3 separate regions of the Mus musculus genome follow, and all the other regions are linked to region 1. A link is a contact called in public HiChIP or PLAC-seq data. All regions are on one chromosome and are shown on one strand. Each heading gives the region's core, a stretch centred on a gene start, on an enhancer-like site or on the middle of the called end of the contact. The rest is flanking DNA. Distances are from core to core; before and after follow the strand shown. Region 1 has its middle 13 kb from the start of Zfp42. Region 2 has its middle 29 kb from the start of Fat1. Region 3 overlaps Gm30504 (a long non-coding RNA gene).

What was found. HiChIP or PLAC-seq counts read pairs in DNA pulled down with a chosen protein or histone mark.
Region 2: a contact with region 1 is called in an H3K27ac HiChIP or PLAC-seq map of embryonic stem cells, with 8 times the contacts expected there. The contact joins two enhancer-like sites. A contact is called at or near these places in 7 of 115 datasets of contacts at active chromatin or transcription factors (astrocytes, embryonic forebrain, embryonic stem cells and 1 more) and 1 of 9 other capture datasets (embryonic stem cells).
Region 3: an H3K27ac HiChIP or PLAC-seq map of embryonic stem cells shows a contact between it and region 1, with 6 times the contacts expected there. The contact joins two enhancer-like sites. A contact is called at or near these places in 1 of 484 Hi-C or Micro-C datasets (embryonic stem cells), 1 of 115 datasets of contacts at active chromatin or transcription factors (embryonic stem cells) and 1 of 9 other capture datasets (embryonic stem cells).

The regions. Positions count from the first base shown.
Region 1 is chr8:43,318,031-43,322,708 of GRCm38.p6, reverse strand. No RefSeq gene overlaps it. Among named protein-coding and RNA genes, the nearest start is that of Zfp42, 13 kb to the right of the region's middle. Within about 2 kb of position 1,733, at least 14 of the 459 cell types and tissues checked have an H3K27ac peak or open chromatin away from gene starts, as enhancers often do. A contact at or near this core is called in embryonic stem cells, where this site is marked.
Region 2 is chr8:44,919,241-44,923,614 of GRCm38.p6, reverse strand. No RefSeq gene overlaps it. Among named protein-coding and RNA genes, the nearest start is that of Fat1, 29 kb to the left of the region's middle. Within about 2 kb of position 3,049, at least 12 of the 459 cell types and tissues checked have an H3K27ac peak or open chromatin away from gene starts, as enhancers often do. A contact at or near this core is called in embryonic stem cells, where this site is marked.
Region 3 is chr8:45,232,448-45,236,800 of GRCm38.p6, reverse strand. The region is part of intron 3 of Gm30504 (a long non-coding RNA gene); the gene reads right to left. Among named protein-coding and RNA genes, the nearest start is that of F11, 27 kb to the left of the region's middle. Within about 2 kb of position 1,355, at least 22 of the 459 cell types and tissues checked have an H3K27ac peak or open chromatin away from gene starts, as enhancers often do. A contact at or near this core is called in embryonic stem cells, where this site is marked.

The DNA of each region.
Region 1 (4,678 bases), core at 484-2,983:
GAATCGAACTCAGATTTCCGATTTTCAGACTTGCCAGCAGGTACCCTTCCTTACCTGTTGAGCCATCTCAGCAACCCTAAATGACTATCAAGGCTGTATGTAACCACCTGTTGCCAAAGTGTTTATTTTCTAGATCTTGCGCTGCTGGGATAAGGCCAGCCAGTATCACTAAGTATAAACATCATGCACTGTCACTTTTTCAAATATCATACACAAGCCAATCACCGAATTGTTCTACACAACCTCCATTTCACACTCTGGACCTTGTGAAGTCCAGAAAAGCCTACAGAGAAGTGGACGTTTTTGGTTATTCATTTTCCACATCTTACATACAAACTCCCATTTGAAGGCTAGATGATATCAAATACAATGTTTTAATTCCAGATGGTTCGGTAGAGGTAGACACAGCATTGAGCATTGAGCTTCCCAAAGGTTTCTATGAACTCTAAATTCTCACTGAAAGGCTTGCAAAAAGTGTCAATTTGTGATTGTAGGTAGGCCTGACTGTTATGGGAGTGGTACAAGAACATATATTCAAGGACATAAATTACATTTTCTGAGTTTGAACTGGGATTTTACGGTGGTGGAACTGAATATCTGCCTTTTGACTTGGTTCTAAATGCAAAATGGCATCCTGGATTGGACCCTGGAAAAGATAAAAGTGCATTCATGGAAAAACTGCTTCAGTCTAAGGAAGTCTAGAGTTTGGTTAGTAGCTTTATGCCATTGGAGAATTCTTACAGTAAATGGAACTTGGCTATATAATATGTGAAACTTAAGACAGGCTGGTTAAAGTGTACATGGAAACTCCTTATAAAAGCTTTTCAATCCATGCACAAATTCAAGAGCATGCTAAGATAAAATAATAATAATAAAAATAATAACTGAAAGACCATTCTATTTGAGCTTGATTCAAAACCCTGAGAAGGAAATATGAGAAGGGCTGTAAGTAAGTCTGAGTTAACTTAGGAAAGCCCCCCAGTTTTGTTTTTGTTTTTGTTTTTGTTTTTCCGAGACAGGGTTTCTCTGAATAGCCCTGGCTGTCCTGGAACTCAGAAATCCGCCTGCCTCTGCCTCCCAAGTGCTGTGATTAAAGGCGTGCGCCACCACACCGGGCTAAGTCCCCCAGTTTTAATGGGTTCTTCAGCAGGGCAGCAAAAAGCGTATTGGGAAAAAGAGGGCACTTGAACAAGTTGTAAATTTTTTGGTGTACATTCTTTGTTGATCTTTTGTTTTTATGGTTTTTGTTTGTTTGTTTGTTTTTTGCAAGACATGGTTTCTCTCTATAGCCCTGGCTGTCCTGGAACTCACTTTGTAGACCAGGCTGCCCTCGAACTCAGAAATCTGCCTGACTCTACCTCCCAAGTCCTGGGATTAAAGGCATGCGCCACCACTGCCCAGCAGATTAAATCCTTCTTAAGCAACAGAAATTCATTTGTACTTCTGGAGGCTAAGAAGTCTCAGATCATGGCAACGTTGGACCTCAAGTCTATGGAAAGCCCGTTCCTTACAGGTGATGCCTCTTATGTGTCCTTGAGTGACCTAAGGACTCTCAAAAGCACCTCTCCTATTTTTCCTTGACACAAAGCTTCACTACGGAACCGCCCCCATTTCACCCCTCCCCCAAACCCGAGGACCTGGAACTCACTATGTAAATCAGACTGGACTCAAATTCCTGTGCCACCACCCTGCCCTCAAGCATCTTTTTTTAAGAGTACAGTTCACATTCATAAAATCAGGGCTCTTAGGAGGTGAACACCTGCTCAACACCACACCCCTGAGAACCCCCGTCTGTGCCTACACCCTAGCCTCTTTTTAAAAGGGTACTGTTCACATTCATAAAATCTGAGCTCTGGGGAGCCAATTGCCTGCTCAAAGCCACACCCCCTCGACCTTCCTCTGTCCTTTCACCCAAGCATCTTTTGTAAAAGGCACTGTTCACATTCACTGAATGAGAGCTCTTAGAAACTAATTGCCTGCGCAAAGCCATATCCGTCCTACCTGGTCTTGTGAGCTACCACCCCGCTCAAAAATCTCTTTATTTAATTAATTATTTATTTACATAGTTCCCCCCCCCCCAGACCTTTTCCTGGAACCGGAACGCGCTTTGTAAAGTTGGCCTCAAAGATCCCCACACCACCCCCTGCCCTGCCTCTACCTCCCTAGTGCTAGGAACTTAATAACGTTATTCGGTTATTCGGGAGGCAGAGGCAGGTAAATTTCTGAGTTCAAGGCCAGCCTGGTCTGAAAGACCCCACCATAAGGCTTAGCAAGCTAGCTGCAGTAACGCCATTTTGCAAGGCATGAAAAAGTACCAGAGCTGAGTTCTCAAAAGTTACAAGAAAGTTCAGTTAAAGATTAACAGTTAAAATCAAGGCTGAATAATACTAGGACAAGGGCCAAGAACCGATGGTACCCACCGGGGCCCCGGCTCAAGGCCAAGAACCGATGGTACCCACCTGGGCCCCGGCTCAGGGCCAAGAACAGATGATACCCAGATAAGGCGGAACCAGCAACAGTTTCTGAAAAAGTCCCACCTCAGTTTCAGGTTCCCCAAATGACCAGGAAATACCCCAAGCCTTGATTTGAACTAACCACTCAGCTCGCTTCTCGCTTCTGTACCCGCGCTTTTTGCTCCCCAGCCCTATAAAAAGGGTAAAAACCCCACACTCGGCGCGCCAGTCCTCCGAAAGACTGAGTCGCCCGGGTACCCGTGTTCCCAATAAAGCCTCTTGCTGATTACATCCGAATCGTGGTCTCGCTGATCCTTGGGAGGGTCTCCTCAGATTGATTGACTACCCACCTCGGGGGTCTTTCATTTGGAGGTTCCACCGAGATTAGGAGACCCCTGCCCAGGGACCACCGACCCCCGCCGGGAGGTAAGCTGGCCAGCGGTCGTTTCGTGTCTGTCTCTGTCTCCGTGCGTGTTTGTGCCGGCATCTAATGTTTGCGCCTGCGTCTGTACTAGTTGGCTAACTAGATCTGTATCTGGCGGTTCCGCGGAAGAACTGACGAGTTCGTATTCCCGGCCGCAGCCCTGGGAGACGTCCCAGCGGCCTCGGGGGCCCGTTTTGTGGCCCATTCTGTATCAGTTAACCTGCCCGAGTCGGACTTTTTGGAGCTCCTCCACTGTCCGAGGGGTACGTGGCTTTGTCGGGGGACGAGAGGCAGAGACACTTCCCTCCCCCGTCTGAATTTTTGCTTTCGGTTTTACGCCGAAACCGCGCCGCGCGTCTGATTTGTTTGTTGTTCTTTTGTTCTTCGTTAGTTTTCTCCTGTCTTTAAGTGTTTTTGAGATCATGGGACAGACCGTAACTACCCCTCTGAGTCTAACCTTGCAGCACTGGGGAGATGTCCAGCGCATTGCATCCAATCAGTCTGTGGATGTCAGGAAGAGGCGCTGGGTTACCTTCTGTTCCGCCGAATGGCCAACTTTCAATGTGGGATGGCCTCAGGATGGTACTTTTAATTTAGGTATTATCTCTCAGGTCAAGTCTAGAGTGTTTTGTCCTGGTCCCCACGGACACCCGGATCAGGTCCCATATATCGTCACCTGGGAGGCACTTGCCTATGACCCCCCTCCGTGGGTCAAACCGTTTGTCTCCCCAAAACCCCCTCCTTTACCGACAGCTCCCGTCCTCCCGCCCGGTCCTTCTGCGCAACCTCCGTCCCGATCTGCCCTTTACCCTGCCCTTACCCCCTCTATAAAGCCCAAACCTCCTAAGCCCCAGGTTCTCCCTGATAACGGCGGACCTCTCATTGACCTTCTCACAGAGGACCCCCCGCCGTACGGAGCACAACCTTCCTCCTCTGCCAGAGGGAACGATAAAGAAGAGGCGGCCACCACCTCCGAGGTTTCCCCCCCTTCTCCCATGGTGTCTCGACTGCGGGGAAGGAGAGACCCTCCCGCAGCGGACTCCACCTCCTCCCAGGCATTCCCACTCCGCATGGGGGGAGATGGCCAGCTTCAGTACTGGCCGTTTTCCTCCTCAGACTTATATAATTGGAAAAATAATAACCCTTCCTTTTCTGAAGACCCAGGTAAATTGACGGCCTTGATTGAGTCCGTCCTCATCACCCACCAGCCCACCTGGGACGACTGTCAGCAGTTGTTGGGGACCCTGCTGACCGGAGAAGAAAAGCAGCGGGTGCTCCTAGAGGCTAGAAAGGCAGTCCGGGGCAATGATGGACGCCCCACTCAGTTGCCTAATGAAGTCAATGCTGCTTTTCCCCTTGAACGCCCCGATTGGGATTACACCACTACAGAAGGTAGGAACCACCTAGTCCTCTATCGCCAGTTGCTCTTAGCGGGTCTCCAAAACGCGGGCAGGAGCCCCACCAATTTGGCCAAGGTAAAAGGGATAACCCAGGGACCTAATGAGTCTCCCTCAGCCTTTTTAGAGAGACTCAAGGAGGCCTATCGCAGGTACACTCCTTATGACCCTGAGGACCCAGGGCAAGAAACCAATGTGTCTATGTCATTCATCTGGCAGTCTGCCCCGGATATCGGGCGAAAGTTAGAGCGGTTAGAAGACTTAAAGAGCAAGACCTTAGGAGACTTAGTGAGGGAAGCTGAAAGGATCTTTAATAAGCGAGAAACCCCGGAAGAAAGAGAGGAACGTATCAGGAGAGAAACAGAGGAAAAAGAAGAACGCCGTAGGGCAGAGGATGAGCAGAG
Region 2 (4,374 bases), core at 1,800-4,299, 1.6 Mb before region 1:
CTCTGCCACCCCATCCCCACCCCATACTTCCCCCACCCCAAAATTGTCTTAGATGGGGAGGATGGAGTTAGGATTTTAGCTTAGTAGTAGAACATATGGCTAGTTTGAACAGTTGGATCCTCAGCGTGAAAAATTGAATGGACCTAAACCAAACCAAACCAACCAAACCAAACCAAACCAAACCAAACCAAACCAAACCAACCAAAAGGAAACAAACGTAAAAATAAAAACAAAACAATTAGAAAAGAAACTGACTTGATCCGGGTCTTCTATGTAATTGTGAAATCTTGTATAATGTGTCCTCTTGAAAGTCGCTCTGGAGAGACACTCAGAGAAGAACATGTGGAGCCAGTAGCAGAGGCTGAGTTACATAGTCATAAACCAAGAGACGCTTGGGGCCACTACAAGCTGCAAAGGTTTTCTGTGAGCCTGCATAGGAAGTACATCCCTCCCAAGATCTCTTGATTTTGGATTTCTGGCATACAGAGCTGTGAAACAAAAAGTATTTTCGTTGTTTTAGGAGCTCTCAGTAAGGGTAATTTGTTATAGCAGCTATATGAAGCCAACTCTTGTTTGATCACACACATACCCAAACACACACACACACACACACACACACACACACACACACACACACGTCTACTCCACCATGGCAGACCAAAGAATAGATAACACCAAAGTCCAACTTGGTGAGCCAATGAGTTTTATTGGGATCAGCTACAAAAATACACATGAGGGTTAGACATGACTCAGAGACAGCTACATAACCAAAGCCCACCACAACATGAATGGAGACTCACAAGAACAGGGAACCTGGAGCACACTGCACAGCTTACAGGAAGCTCAACAGGTTGGAGAGTGTCAGTTGGCCTAAGTCTCTTCCAGGCACCTGGGTTGGTTTCTGTTTCTTCCAGGCAACTTGTCTGGTCTGGCATCAGGCTCTTCTTTACGGTTTGGCTTGTGGGAGAGTGACTCTCAGTAGTTTTATTGTTTTACATGGGAACTGGGGCTGACAAATCTTGTCAGTTTTGGGGACTTTCTGACACAATCTTGAATTGTTTACCACCCAGTCTATGGAGTTTCCCTGCAGGACAGAATGTTTTAATTCTGAAGGAAACCATTCCACCCAACACTTGGCAGAGTAGACATGAAGAGGTAGCTGATTTCATTAGTCCTCAGAGAAAGATTTGCTTTTAAAATAATAACGTCAGTTAAAATAGCAGTACCCTTTCCCAATCCTAGCATTAACAAACTGATCCCAGTTACCTAAATGAGTCACATGTGGTGGTGTCTCACACCTGTCGTCCCAGAACTTTGCAAGCAAGAGCTGGAGGACTGGGAGGCTGATGCCAGTCTGGGCTACACAATAACACTGGATCAAAAAAGACGCATGGTAGTGGCCGTGCATGGTGGTGTAGGCCTTTGATCTCAGCACTTGGGAGGCAGAGGCAGGTGGATCTTTGTGAGTTAGGGGACAGTTTGCTCTCTACATAAGAGTTTCAGGCCAACCAGGAAAGTACAGAGAGACCTTGTCTCCAACAACAACAACAACAACAACAACAACCACCACCACTACACAGTAAATAAAAATTTAAAAAACTAAAAAAAGAAAGTCAGTTCCTACCAGAGGTGGCAAAGACATGGAAAAGAGGAATTCTCATCATATAATACTGGTGAAATTGTGAATTAATGTGACCACTTTGGAAACAATTGAGCATTGTGAAAATAAGTCTCTATGTACCCAGGAGAAACTCAGGCCACATCTATAAGGAAGCACACACATGTGCAGCAACAGGAAAGCGTGCCCATTAAAGCATAGACACACCGTGGACTTCTCTACCATGTAGGTACCATGCTGCCTGTAACAGTACGATAGGTCCTTAGAAACATAGAATGGGGTAAGAAATGGCGAAGAACTTGCTCGGAACTAGAACACTAACCAATCTGTAGTTGAGGTGGGGGTGTATATGAAGTAGGACATTTGTTTTTAAAAAGAATGGCGGTGACTCGGGAAGACACTGGTGCATGAAATGAAGACTCATCTCGGTGCATTGGTTTAATATGCCTTTGACAGGAATGTGAAGAAATGGAAGGTAGCCAGAGTGCATATAACCTCTCACCCAGAAATGGAAAGGAAAGTACTCTGTGCATGTGCTGAAGAAACAAGAGCTGTTGCTGTAGGTCGTAGAGAAATGGGCCGGAGGAAGTAGGGCTGCTAAGGAAAAGCTTTCCTAGAAACTTAAACTCAGGAGAGGCACGCTTTGAGTGAAGACAAATTCCTGTCATGGAGAAGGTAAGGCGATGAGGTTACTCTTGGGAAGAGAGACTCTAAAATGCAGAAAGTACAGCTTGGCTTCCTCCTGAGCCATTCAGCTCATGTCCAGATAGATGGTTGTAAACTCAGACACTGCCCTTGTGTCTTGTGGCTTTAAGCAAGTGCACATGGAGATGGGGGAATTTAATTATTATTTTTTTTTTATTCTATGTGCCTAGGTCTTTAGTACAAAATGGCAAAGCCCAGAGAGGCATGCATGTTTTCTGATTGGTTGAAGGGACTTTGCCCTATTTGCAATGTGCCATCTGTTTCCAGTTGAGACCCCAACAGATAGATGCAGTACTATTAATTATTTCTCAAACCAGCTGTTTGCAAGTGGGGGAGTGGTTTCCTGGGCAGTTTTAGCCACCTGCTATTTGGCTTGTAAACAAAGGTGTTTCTACAGAACAGCGTTTTCTAATTGATTCTTAAGTCTGATCTCAGACGAGCAGAGTCAGCACTTTCTAAGACTGTGTTAGAAGCACAAATGCTCCAGCCTCACCAAAGAGAATTGGATCCAAAACTTCAGGGGCAAGGGTCAGCAGTCTGTTTTAATAAGCTCTTCCGGTGATCCTGAGCAATGCGGAAGCATAAAAGCCACCATTGAAAGGGACTCTCAGGGGACAATGCGCCATCTTGATTATTGTACCTGCTGAGTCTCAAGCACACCCTGGAGGGAGGGGCTCAAAGTAAAAAGGAAGAGTCCCAGCCTACCTACCGCCTTGAGACGGCAGTGACTCAGCACTCAAGGTCATGACCAGTTTAAAGTAATGTCACAGGAAAGAAACAGACTCCTGTCTTCATCATCCATCTGATTTCACCATGGAAACCAAACAACAAGGAAGTTACATTGGAACAGGCCAGTCTCTTGAGATTAGAACACAAGGTATGAGTAGAGAGGGGATGGAAGATAATTTCTGGTGACCTCTTGATCCACTTTCTTTCCTTTCTTTTAAATTTCTTTTCTTTTTGTTTATTTGTTTGTTTAGAAACAGGGTTTCTCTGTGTCACCTTGGCTGTCCTGGAACTCACTCTGTAGACCAGGCTGGCCTCAAACTCACAGAGATCTGCCTGCCTCTGCTTCCTGAGCGCTGGCACTAAAGGTGTGTGCCACCACCACTACCACCAGGCTGTTGTTCCGGTCTCTAGTATCATGATGAAAATTAGAAATAGCACCATCTGAGTCAGATAACAGGTTGATGGGTTTCATCAATATAGTGGACACATTAAGTCTAGGAGTTAAGCTAAAAGACTAGAGGAAACAAGATTTTTCCTTTGCACAAATTTAGGTTGGGATGTGTGTTATTGGATTGCTATACCACTATGTTAAGTGACTCTAGGCTATGTCAACTCTATCCTAAGTAGGTTACTTTTACTGGAGATTAATGAACTGAGGGATCCCATTGAAGAGAGCTGTGTTAATGAGATCACCGCGTAACTCCGAAGCCCATGCCCTCTAAAAGTCGCTAATGAAGCAGGGTGGGAAGAAAGGAAAAAAAGCAATGAAAGTGAGTTCATCTTGTGATAATTGATCCAGTTACAGCGACACACACACAAATGCTATAGAATAGAGTTCAAGTTCAAGGGGAGCTTGCTGGCTCATTAAGAAGACAGGCACTCACCGTGTTAACTCTGTGCATTAGTTATTGCCCAAAGTGTGAAACAGGGACGATAAGAAGGAGGCTGCTTTTTATCTTGCAATAGGATTTACCACTCGAAGGGGTGCTTCGTGGGCTCGCCGTTACTTCATGGGCTCACGGCTACTTCTGCCTTTCAGGTCTTGGCAGACAAGTGACAAGCCAAGAGTGTCAACATCCTATGCGTGAAAATAGTCTTGTCATTGCTACATCATTTCTAGCATAATACTTTAGAATTGCTTCCACTGCCTATGGTCATCTCCCAGGAATCTGGGCATTTTTGTGGATCAGGTTGTCATGTGTATTCCCTGAATATAGCATCTATGTAGATAACCTGTCAAGACCTTATGCATGTATAAGTTTAATAAAAGTTACTGTGTGTGCACTTTAAACATGATTTCACATTTTTCTTTTTTCTTTTTT
Region 3 (4,353 bases), core at 106-2,605, 1.9 Mb before region 1:
CATGAGAAACCCAGCAGAGGGCGCAGTAACTCTGCGTACAGAAGCTCTCAGCCTCCAAAAGAAGCAGAGAAACAGCTGGAAACCCACTCCCTGCTCGGTCTCATTTAACAGTCTCGTCTGCAGGGAGCCCTAAGGTACCAGTCTCAGCTGGAGCACCTATAACAAAGCCATAAATCAGCCCTTCCTCAGATCCTGCCCACAGTGTGGGAGATCAAGCTGTGCGGAGGCCCCTGACCAGATCCAGCGAACATCTGTGTGTCTGGCTCCCAGGCCTGTTTAGAGTGGCATGCTGTGGTGCCCTGCCTGGGAGGGGCAAGCAGGTTCAAATGCCCTGCCGAGCGAACAAGCAGAGAGGGAAGGCGGTGATCCCCACAGATATAAGGCCTTTCTAACCTATCCCTTCGAACAGATGCAGCTCTTCCCTTGTTGGCTGGAGAGAACGGTTCATCTGTCCAGATGTGAGACCAGCAGGTGTCAGTGGAATCCAGCTGGCTTTACTCCCTAGTCTGAAACTCCTTTTTTGCCTTGTCATTCTTGGACTTATGATGGCTGTTGTTGTTGGGATAGTGTTGTCATACCGATCTTAAGCTGGTGAGTAGATTGAGAGTGATTTTTCCAAGACAGTAGCTTTTCACTGATGTGAGGTGGGCTGCAGGGGCAATAGCCTTCTGTGGGTTTTCTCTTGTTAACTCGCATGTTATCAGCAGCACGAAACCCTGGCGAAGAATGACAAGCACTGAAGACAGTCATGTTTGCTCCTGCTCAGTATGTGAGAGCCCCAGCTCTCAGGTGCCCTGTTGTGCGCCTGGAACAGGAAGTATGCTGACAGGAGACACCTTGTTTTGACAGAGAGATCTGCAGACAGTGGAGGCCTGCGGCCCTAGCCACGGGTCTTATGGACAACACCAAAGGCCTGTGTGTGCCATTAATGTATGAAGATTATATGTATAAGATATATATGTGCATCGTATGTTTACAGATACATGTATATATGTATATGCTGTTTACATTTATATATGCATATAATCTACATACATAATGTATACAGATTGCTGATAGTCTCCTGTGGAAGTCCCCGTTTCCAGCAGTCACCAGCCTTCTTAGTCCCATCCTTTTGCTCCTTGTGACTTCTACTAACAATCCCCTGATATAGTTTTATTTATTTCTTATGTTTTGCGTATTAGTAGGTTTTCTGTGTTGCCGTGAGAAAGCACTTTCACCAAAAGCAAGTCACGGAAGAATGAGTTTATTTGGGCTTACAATTCCAGAGGCATGAAAGGCCTCCACTTCCTGTAGTGTCACACAGTAGTCAGTTTTCGGAGCTCCACTTCCCCGCCCACATAGCAACTCTTTAGCATGGTAATGAGGACAGGTGAGGGGACAGCTGAGTAGGAGTATGACTCAGCAAATCCATGCACAGATTTGGCTTTGATCTTTCCAACTTATCGTATTCACAGATGGATAGCTTGTGAGAGGGGGATGATTCCCTTTCAAATAAAGTATCAATCCTCCCAGTGTGAGCAATGTGGTAAATATTCAGCAAAAATAACCTTCTCTGCATATTTACCTCTTAGAGGGCGGCCAGGAAAGCCAGGTAGAAATAGATATACTACACCAAGAACACATCTGAGCGAGCAGTGCCTTCTGACAGCCTCTCGATCTTCAGTTATAAAGTTCATTTCAACTCAGTGCATATGGTGAGAAATCCTAGACTTCTTTTCATGCTGAATCGGTCACCAAAGCCTTTGCTTTCAACTTGACAATATCTGCATATGGCCACACATGTCACCGATATTCACTAGGGAGGTGTAAGCAAGCAGGTGTCCATTCCTAATGCAAAGACAGCACACGGAATTAGGATTCCACTGGAGTCCCAGCTAGGCAAACTGATGAGTTGACTTGGTGAGCCCACAGGATGTAAGTGAGGGGCTGTCTACAGGGCTTGGAGTGACACCAACCAGACACCATTGAGAAGTTCCATTCCATCATGGCCGATGACCTCATGGAAGCTATTCTTGGAGTCCCATTCTCACTTAACCCTGCACTTAATGTATACTCTACCATTCCAAAGTTATTTTGTAGCTGGGGAAGAAGACAAGGGGAAATAAGGCCTGGATTCCCACATGAGAGCCCTGTGAGCCCCTCACTTCTGTTCAGATTATTAACAGCTCTATTGACATTCCTATAGACCTACCTATCACTGCGTTGCTTTGCTTCCTTGGTTGTCATAGCTACCGGGCCAAAGTCATGATATAAAATACTTATCATTGTTGATTTTTCTGTCAACTTATCTGAATGCTCTACTACATGAATGAGGAAATAAGTCATCCTTCAGAAAGCCCATTGCACCACACTGGTAGGCATAGATATTTCTTTATAAAACCAGAGATACATACTTTAAGTCACAGTGTTTGTCTTTATCTTTGTCTTTCTTTCTCTCTTTCGTTCTCTCTTTCTTTCTTTCTTTCTTTCTTTCTTTCTTTCTTTCTTTCTTTCTTTCTTTTTTGTTTTTTCCGAGACAGGGTTTCTCTGTATAGCCCTGGCTGTCCTGGAACTCACTTTGTAGACTAGGCTGGCCTCGAACTCAGAAATCTGCCTGCCTCTGCCTCCCAAGTGCTGGGACTAAAGGCGTGCGCCACCACACCCGGGTCTTCACAGTGTTTTTCTATTCCCCATGCTTGTTCATGGAAATTCAGGTTAGGTATATTTTTTTTCCTAAGACAAGGTATGTTCCCTGAAAGATTTGTGCACAAGAGACAGCCATCACTCCCAAATGAAAGCATTAATGTTCATATGGCAAACTAGAGGCTTCATGAATTTGTCTAGTCCCCAGAGAGATTCTAGTGAAGGTTAATCAGATGTTGAGATTGCAAACCTTGGTGAGTAAAGGTTGAGATGGGTTTGAAAGGTGTTTTGAAATAAAGAAGAATAAAATGATGCTGTTTCCGTCATCCTACCTGTACCCGACACCCCAGTCAGAGGAGCTACATGAGCTATGCCAGATACTGTTAACACTGAGTCACTCTGCAGAAAAGGGATGAGAGAGATGGACTCGGGCAGGACCTGAAAGCATCAGGCTCTCCATCTGGATATTAATAACATTTCACTGGAAAACTCAGACACTTGTATTTAGGGACGTTAGTGCTGGTATCAGAGTTATTAAGGTCAGAGCCTGTGCTCTGTCAGCTCTAACATGCACCACCCATCTTCAAGGAGCCAGTTGAAGACATAAGTTACAGTAAACGTAAATGAATAAAGAAAGGGGGAATTCATTCAGTGAGGCACTTGGAGAAGAACAAAGGAGTCCAGTGTGCCACACCCTGTCTGCCCTCAGGGTGTTAACATGATGATCTGTTTAAGTAGCAAGTCAGAGGCATGCATAATTAAGTAACCTTGGTTAGGGTGTGGTTCTGCCTGTTGCTATGGTCACAGTACCAATCTGCTACGAGGTCTCCTGCAAGAGGTGATTCTCTTTTTATTATTATTATATGTAAGTACTCTGTAGCTGTCTTCAGACACCCCAGAAGAGGGCATCGTTATGGATGGTTTTGAGCCATCATGTGGTTGCTGGGATTTGAACTCATGACCTTCAGAAGAGCAGTTGGTGCTCTTAACCACTGAGCCATCTCTCCAGCCCCCGCAAGCTGTGATTCTTACCTGGAGATAAGTTCTAGCTCTGGCTAGTTCCTGGGCCTCAGACTCTGCTGCATCGGGAGACTCTACAGAAATTCTGATTCCTTGGAGTCCCTTGTCACAGTGCTCTGATCACCAGCTGAGGCTTACAAGAGGGTCTTTGGGTCACCAGCGTTCTTGCCAGGATGATTACAATGGCTTGCATCTGATGAGAGTCTTTGTTGTGAAGTGCAAAGTTGGCTCTTAAATGGGTTCACATTCTATAGCAGCTCTCCCCACCCATGCTGTAAAACAAGCTTACCAGTTGTCTTATTAATCTTCCTCCTATCAATGACTTGATAATGCTTGCACTGTGTGAGATCAAGCCCTTGTGGTAGACTGAGACCTTTCTGCCTCTTCTATGGCTGTGGCTGCCATGGCTCTTCATGGCCTATGGCTGCCATGATTTCTGAGTTTTGGGGCAGCTGGAAATGGGACAATCCTTCCCTTAGTAGACCCCACCCCCATTAAGGCTCTTTCTTTTCTAAGAAAAGTCTTTTAAATTCATTTGTGCTTTATGTACTGGCTTCTATGATGAATGGAGCCTCACCAACAAAAATGCACCCCAGACACGTTTCTAACTGTATCAATAGAGAGCACAGAGCCTCTTTTAATGATAATAAATTTGCCCACAGTTTTAAATGCTCACACAACTCTTTCCCTTGAGAAATAGCTTAACTT